Regions from separate parts of the Gasterosteus aculeatus genome. Here region 2 is linked to region 1. A link is a contact called in public Hi-C data. All regions are on one chromosome and are shown on one strand. Each heading gives the region's core, a stretch centred on a gene start, on an enhancer-like site or on the middle of the called end of the contact. The rest is flanking DNA. Distances are from core to core; before and after follow the strand shown. Region 1 overlaps mrc2 (mannose receptor, C-type 2). Region 2 holds the start of rnd2 (Rho family GTPase 2).

Region 1 (3,921 bases), core at 511-3,010:
CCAGGGGTCCTACGAGGGGGCCCGCTACAGCCGGACCAACTCCAGCCTGGCGGACCAGGCGGAGAAGAACATCCTGGTATCTGACATGGAGCTGAACGAGCAGGCAGAGTAGCAGGAAGCCAGCCGTACCGATACCAAACCAGACCCCCGACCCAGACCGTACCCAGGAGAGGCTGATTCAGAACAGACGTCGTGGCATTTATGTTTTTTGTTGTGTCATTTGAAACCCCAAAAAGTATTTTGGAAGGGGCTGTGCAGAGCGCAGCAGATTGGTTTTAAATTGAATCCCCGCCTTTTCAATCCTCTTTTGCCAAGACTTAACCGTTCGACCGATCTCTCTCCAGACAAATCAGGTCCATCCGTATTTACAGCTTTTCCCTCTGAAGCGTTCATTCAGGCCACGAACGAATCTACTGGGAGTTTAAGTTCATTGCGGCAGCTGGAAAGGTTCAACATAAATTGGTTTTATGATATGACTCCTCACCATCTCCTCTGTTGCCAATGTCAATTTTTTGCTCGGTGTAAATTTCCTTCAGAAAAAAGTACAGCCACGGGTCGACGCTTAACTAAAACCATTTGTCTCTTATCTTCTCAATACAAAGCCACAGTCTTCTATGGAAACCAATTCCCTTTTTCTTTTCTTCTGTTTCGCCATGACAGTATTTTTTTGGAAGTTGATAGGTGTCTTTGTTTTTTTTGCATTTGTGTCCTTCCCATTGATCTGTCATTATCTGCGCAGCTGTTGGGAACTGTTACTGATGATGCATGCGTGGTGTGTGAGAGTCCGCCTCTCTCCTCCTTTCGGATCTGACACGTCAGCACCAGCTGGTCGAAGAGCAGAGGACAAAGACGTCCAAATGTGAATGTTTGGAGGGTGACAGGGGACTATAGTTAGTGGTGACCGTCTGAGGACTCGACACTATTGTGCACATTACCAACACTGAGTTCTGTTCTCAGTGTTGAAAGCTGGTCTTTAAGTAGACTACATTGTCTTTTAGGTACTCCAAAGTTTTTTTCACATCCTGTGGCTCTGCATACATTTTGGCACTTTCTTCTATTATCTTGATCTAAGTCAGTTTTTGTCATCCACTTGCCTTTAGTCATTCCAAACTTGTGTTTGTTTGGGCTCTTAATGTACAATCTGGTGCTGATTCAACAATTTTCGGCGGCCATTCTCCCAAGATGCACCATGAAAAGGGGTTTGCAGTTTGATATATGTCTGATTCATAATTTTTATAGTCACATTCCTATTCTCTGTGTTTTATCTTGGATATTATTCTTTTTTTTCCTCTTTTTTAATGATGCAGGTTTTATTATGTGTTTTCACTTAAATATGAATGGTAAAGACATTTGGAAATGTTTCTACTTTCAAGGGAATAATGCCAAAAATCTAACTAATTGCCCCACAAAGGAAAAGATCCCTCAAGTGAATGATTTTTGTATATATGAGAGCCAAAGAATGTTTTAAAAGGGAATTTACTATTTTGAAAGAGAACATTTTTTTTCCTTTGCTACGTCATTTTACATTTGCGCAGGGTAATGAGCACATTTTTAGTTAACCTGCCTTCAACTCTTCTACTCCTCTGAGTGCATTTCTTGCTTTCTGCTTGCAGAAATTCCTGGGAGCTGTTTTAGTCTGAGGCTTTTGGTGTCTCACAGAGCTGTTTTCTTTTTTTTTGCTGCATGAGTTGGACTGAAGATCGAGGGGGAAGGGAGGACGAGAAGTGTGTGAGTGAGTTTGTGATTGTGTGCAGTCTCCAGCTGTGGAATGTTGAGTCGGCAAGAAGAGCTCAGTGGCACGTCTGGAACCAATCAGAGAAGGAGTGCTCAGGGACATGAAGGGTCAGAAAAAATACAGAAAAAAAAGGAAAACTGGATGAAGGAGAAAAGGAGGGAGGAGGAGGAGGGAGGGTTTTAGAAAGAGAGGGAGCCTGCAAGCAAAAAATAGTGTGGCGGCTGTCCCAGGCTTATCCCGGCCTCTGCTGGCGGGTTCACTGGGAAGGTTTGTGTTTTATACTCAGAATGATGTCAACTGACTGAGGTGAAGATGTAACAACCATCGGTTTGGTCCCCAATGAGATCGTCTCTGCGACGCAGACTCTCGTCCCTGTGAAGGTTCGCTGAAGCGCCTGTCAGTATGTTTTTTAAGTTTTTGTGTCAGTTTCATATGAAATGAATAAAGTCTATGTTCTCAAAGCTTGTACTTTCACATGGTTTATTATTAATCGTGGGGGAAATTCTCGTGTAATTGTTCCCTGTTGACTGTCGCAAACCGAGAAAAACTGTACATTATCCATTTGTTTGTATCTTTGAAGAAATGAACCTTAGAATCGATGGTGCAGTGTGGACTGCAATGTTGCCGTTTCTCCACAAGAGAGCGCACCTCGCATGCTGCACGGGACGCTTCCTCCTGCTCATGTTGTCATTTGATTGACCCGACCTTTGTCTCTCCCCACTAGGTCACACTATTTGTTTTCCGCAGAGCTCTACAGATTCATTTCAGAGTGTGTCATTGACGTCTCGTGTCTTGTCTCGTGTCTCGTGTGATCTCACCCGATGGATATTTGCCAATGTAGTTAACTAAGTGACAGCGGGGGTACGAGCCACAACGCGCACTCCTCTGCCTCCACACTCATCTGCCCAGCTGGACTATGTTGAAGCAAGTGGATGTTTGAAACGCATCACCTGGAGTGATGGGAGCCCGTGGGCCTCGTCTGGCGGGTCGACCTGGACCTCTGCAGCAAAACATCAGAGCCAGCAAATAGTTTGTTATGCAAATCAATCTGGCTCTCTATAATCCATCTTACTTAGGATGGATGTCACAGCTCATCCATCTGCATGCCGCAGGCACTCAGTTTAAAGCATCCAGGGGTTATATACTCCAGCAGTTTCCCACCCGTGCTCCTCTTGTTTTAGTGTGTCTACAATAGAAGCTGACCTTTAGGAGGTTTGGCTAAACTTGTCTGTTGGATGTCACCATTAGCCTTATAGCTGCAACAAGTCAACACCTTTTTACCTATATATTTTAGTCCTCTGATGTCTGAAATGTTGAGACAGAAGCTTGCTTGTTACATGAATATCTCAGGTGCAGTCCAAAATATCTGAGACACCTGAAAAAAACATGTAATTGAAATGCTCCCGTCCCCTTGTTTGCTCATTTGATGATGGAAGTAGTGGCTTACTGAAAGGTCGCATCGATAATGCAATAGAGTGAATGTGAAAAGGGTTGAATCATAAGGATTTCATGGTGGTCTGTGGGCCATCTCGTCAGAGGCATCTCGCATTCACTCTGGTTTTGGCTGTTTAAGAACAGGCAGCGGTGGAGGAGGTCTGATCAGGCAGGAGCAGAACAACATCTGTGCTTCAACCCTCCTCAGAGATACTCAATTAAAACCCTTCGGAATCAATTAACCCAACAAAAGAAGAATGACACACTTCAAACTAGCTCCTCTTATGCATAATCAACGTCCTCTTAATTTAAAAGGTTTAATGTTCGAATCAGGCTCTGTTTGTTCCACCACTTTCTACTCCAACTTATTTTCCTCCACTGGAGGTTCGGGGAGGAGAGACCACAGAGAAAGCGGCGTTAACAAGTGAAATTAAAAACCCATTCACTTTCCTCAGTCATCCATCTGGAGGTCGGCCAACAGAGAAGCAGCTGTTTCTCACCCGGCAACGCAGAGGAGAGGGGATTGCGGAGGGGACCGTTGAAAAGAATAGAGAGAAGGTTTTGAAGGGAATTCAGGATCAGCACCCTTGCCTCTCAACACCATCGCGGAATTAGCAGTTTTTGAAAAGAAGCTGCCTAATAAACGGCTCTCAAAGTTGCTGTTGGCCTCGTACGATCAAATCAATTGATTGTATTGCTTCGTTTCCAAAAGGGGATCTGTGAGGCTGACTACGCAGCTCATCAGCACACCG
Region 2 (3,921 bases), core at 672-3,171, 46 kb after region 1:
CGCGGGGCCATGAACGTCTTCCTTAGCGAGAAGCAAATTCCCTCACTGAAGCCCAATCACACAGACGCTCAGTCACATGACAAAGCGGGGACGATAAGTCGTCCAGGAAATTTCCCGGGCCGATGACACCACGCTGCCGAGGTGGATTCCTTTCTGTCGACATCGTCCGCAGTGAATTCCATTTTGTGTAACAACATGTTTAAATTTGACATTTTTGAACGAGTGGGGATTTTATTCAGGTTGAGAAAAGCTCCTCAAACAACAGAAGTCACTAAAACTATAAATTGAGACCTTGATAAATGAATCTGAGAAGGACTCTTCCTAAATTCAATTATTTAAAGGATATGGGACTATGAGGTCAGCAGTGCGAACTCCAGGAACACCGCCCTCTCTATGTTAACCATTCTTTAACAAATTCGTAAAGGGAATACAACTTCATTTCAGAGCTGACAAAGGAAACCAAACACGACATCTCCCACATGTCAGCAAACCTCATTTCATCACACTAACACATTTAGGGCAGTTAATGGTCCCTTCAGGCCCATCCTGTCTCAATTATCCTCGCCCTCATCCTATACCCCCCCCCCCCCCCCCCCCCAGCAGGCGCCTGACGGGGTCAGAGCACGGGAAGAGCCCGCCACACACACACACACACACACACACCTTGGACAGCACAGTGGAGGAGATAAAAGACAACAAGCATGGGTAACAGATGCCGATTCTAAAATCTAGAAAAACAAAATACATCCCTCTGGAGTTGGCAAGGTCAAAGCAATTTGTCTCGGAGACGACTTTGGAGAGAGAGGCTTTGCCAGCAATCCTCCCACGGTGGGGGGGGAGGCAGAGGGTTGTGCGTGTGGACGGAGTCATGAAATTGTCTTACCTGACGTGTCCCACATATTCAGCTCTATCCGGTGCTTGTCTATCTCAAAACTGGCAGTGTAGTTTTCAAACACCGTCGGCACGTAGTTCTGGAAATAAGGGATTTATTTCAGTTATCCAATTAAGACGGAGGAGATAAGCGTGTGTTTACACAGCCACGAGCTGCAGAAGAGAAGTCTGGTGAAGAAACGACATTTGAAATGATGTAGCAAATATAATGGCATAAGAGCAAGTCATGTACTCCAATTGTGGATATTTTAGAAATATAATAATGAAATGAAGACAGATGAAGACAACGCTTTAAAGTTTTAAACAAATAGCAGACACAATAAAAGTCAATTTAGTCAACTTAATAACAGAGATTTTACAGGCATTCATCATAGTTCTGTCTCCAAAAAGCGCTTTGTTGATTTAACAGTTCTGTCTTTGGGCAGGTGGACGTAACCTGCTGAACGCGTCCTGAAGTTGAATTGCTTTTTACTCCAGACTTTTGATATGGACCTACCTCCGGATAGCAGTCCTTGGCAAAAACGTGCAGGAGTGCCGTCTTCCCACATTGCGTGTCCCCGACCACCACAATCTTACAGCGGCTGCCCAGACCGTCCATGGCTCGTCCGTCGGAGGTGTGCTGTTGACACGCGGATGGATTGCATCCAGTATCCAGCGTACCGAGGCGCAGCGGAACAGAAGCAAATACAAGCGCCGACCCTCCGACGCCCACCTCCCCCCCGGTGCGCTTTATCCAGCTGCGTCCCTCTTACGCGCAGCTCCCCGGGTCCGGCTGATAGACGGTCTGTGTGGATGACTGACCGACCGACCGAAACCACACGAAGGGACGCGCACAGCCGCCTGGAAACTCCGGCGGTTTGGTCGCTGGCCACGCCTTCCTAACGTGCACGCGTGCACCTCATCACTCAGCTGTAATAGGTTCGCTCTGATGTGTCATTGCGCGCGTTGTTTTTGTCTCCTTATATATGCTTGTAATATCTTCGTTATAAGACTATATTGTTGTGCTTCGGGAGTTCGTTCTTTGGCTGTGCGTCTTTATTGGGAATCATTTTTCATAACGTCAGAATTGCGTCTGTGGGACAAGAGTCAGTGCGTGTATTTGGACCCTGCACATACTAATACTATATGATATTTAATTATATGAAACTTTGTATTTGACTCCCTATACAAGAGCTAAGGAGAGCCAATTAACCACCTGGGCAGGTATTATTTTAAACTGTGATATTTCACAGGTCAAACCAGTTACTGCACTAGACATTTCGTGTCAGTGGTTGAAATCAGTGATTTATTGACCAAATAGTTATTACTGAAAATAGGTGATCGGGTTGGGTCAGTACTGGATAGTTTGATGCTCTGAAGCAGGGAGGACGAAAGAGATGGAAGTTTTTTTAATTCAGTGTATTCTCCTTTAAGTAGTTAAAATAATAAGTAATTCATGTTCCGTAAATAGGCTTTTAAGTAACTTCAACATTAGTTTCAATACAGAGTTGTCTGTTTATCCCATTATGAATAAATATTTTTATTATCACAGTTTGGAATGCGGCATAAATAAGACACATAATATATATATATATATATACTTCTTGATTTAGTGCCAGCATGACCTCCTAATAGAGATACAATAAATGCTTAGATAGACTGAGATAAAATAGTCCATCAAATTAAGTAGTTGGAGCTGACTGGTCAGCCTTTATGAGGCTCGCAGCCTTGCATGGAGCACTTGATCCTTGTAAGTGCCCCACTGAGGAGTTATTGGTTTTGTGAATGAGATAATTAGATGACTTGGCACCACGCGCCAGACGAACACTGAGTCATGTTGTTTCCCCCGAAGATCGATACCGCCGCCTCCTGGACACAAATTGAAATGACATCCTATTCACTTTAGAAGTAGAAAGTTAAAGTGGTATTTAGGAAACAATAGCTAGATAAGCAGGTCTCGTATAAATAAATAAAAAAGAAAATACGCTTTCAAAACATGTTTTTATACAGTTTGATTTAGTTGCGAATGGTTTGTGATGTGGTTGGATTGTTGGGAGGGCCCTGGTGGTAGCAGGACTCATTTCCATCGGCTGAGTAAATAAACACTTTTGAAATATAAATGTAACAAGAATAATTATTGTATAAATATATGGCGCTTTGTACTTTTTTTTATGCATTTAATTGTCTGTTTTAAGTCTGTTTTTTCAAAGAGTAAGTATAAATATGAAGAAAATATTCATTGTTCATATTGATTAGCAGCATTTTACTAGTATAAATGAAAAACCTTTTACTATAGTTTAATAGTTCAAAAGAAGATAACACAGGTCATAAAAAGCCCTATATATTATAAACATATCTTTACTGTTGTAAAATCCTTATCTAAAAAGTAACGGGTAACTATAACTTTTAACATAATGTACAATTTTTACCACCAAAATATGTTTTGTGCAATTCAAAAAGGCATTAAATATAAATTAGTAGGCAGTTGACAGCCTGTTCAGAGCTGACAAAGTTATTTATTTACTTTTTTGAGAACCAATGAACTAATTACACCCATGCAGGAACAAAGAAAAGATGCACGCAGCAGATTGCTGAACAAGAAAGTAGATTAAATAAATAAACGGCCAGAGGTTGAGTTGCCAAGGAGCCCGTATGCACTGGCAAACAAGTCTTCCAAACAGCATTTTAATTTTAACAAATTACTTTAGCAAATATAATGCATATTGGCACTTAATACTGCAACCCTGAGACTACAGATTTGTTTTTTTTCCCAATGCAGTATAGGTTTGATAAGATGAAGACAGATATTGAAAGCAGTGAGGCCCCTTTGGTATGAATGCAAGAAGTACGTATCAAGATTAAGGCAACGTATCAAGTGTTAGGCAACTGGTTTGGGCATAACAGCAGCGCTGAAAGCGATTCCCAATCTTGCACCCGGATTTGTAACAATGCACAGACAAATACATTTAGAGGGTTCTATTATCAATAGATACAAGTTTGTATTTCAGCCACACTCATCCTCCGAGATGGTGCAGACTCCCTCCAGACTGT

Evidence for each region. Hi-C and Micro-C count contacts between places; a contact is called where the count stands out from the background.
Region 2: a contact with region 1 is called in a Hi-C map of skeletal muscle, with 8 times the contacts expected there. The contact joins the promoter of rnd2 here to the enhancer-like site in region 1. A contact is called at or near these places in 3 of 6 Hi-C or Micro-C datasets (skeletal muscle and whole body).

What each region holds. Positions count from the first base shown.
Region 1 is chr11:7,790,396-7,794,316 of fGasAcu3.hap1.1, forward strand. It overlaps mrc2 (mannose receptor, C-type 2), which reads left to right. Exons shown (of 29, transcript XM_040191995.2): 29 at 1-2,196. The coding sequence ends at 112. Among protein-coding and RNA genes, the nearest start is that of mrc2, 21 kb to the left of the region's middle. Within about 2 kb of position 1,761, at least 3 of the 9 cell types and tissues checked have open chromatin away from gene starts, as enhancers often do.
Region 2 is chr11:7,835,843-7,839,763 of fGasAcu3.hap1.1, forward strand. rnd2 (Rho family GTPase 2) reads right to left here and starts at 1,922. Exons shown (of 5, transcript XM_040192036.2): 1 at 1,388-1,922; 2 at 884-971. The coding sequence starts at 1,489.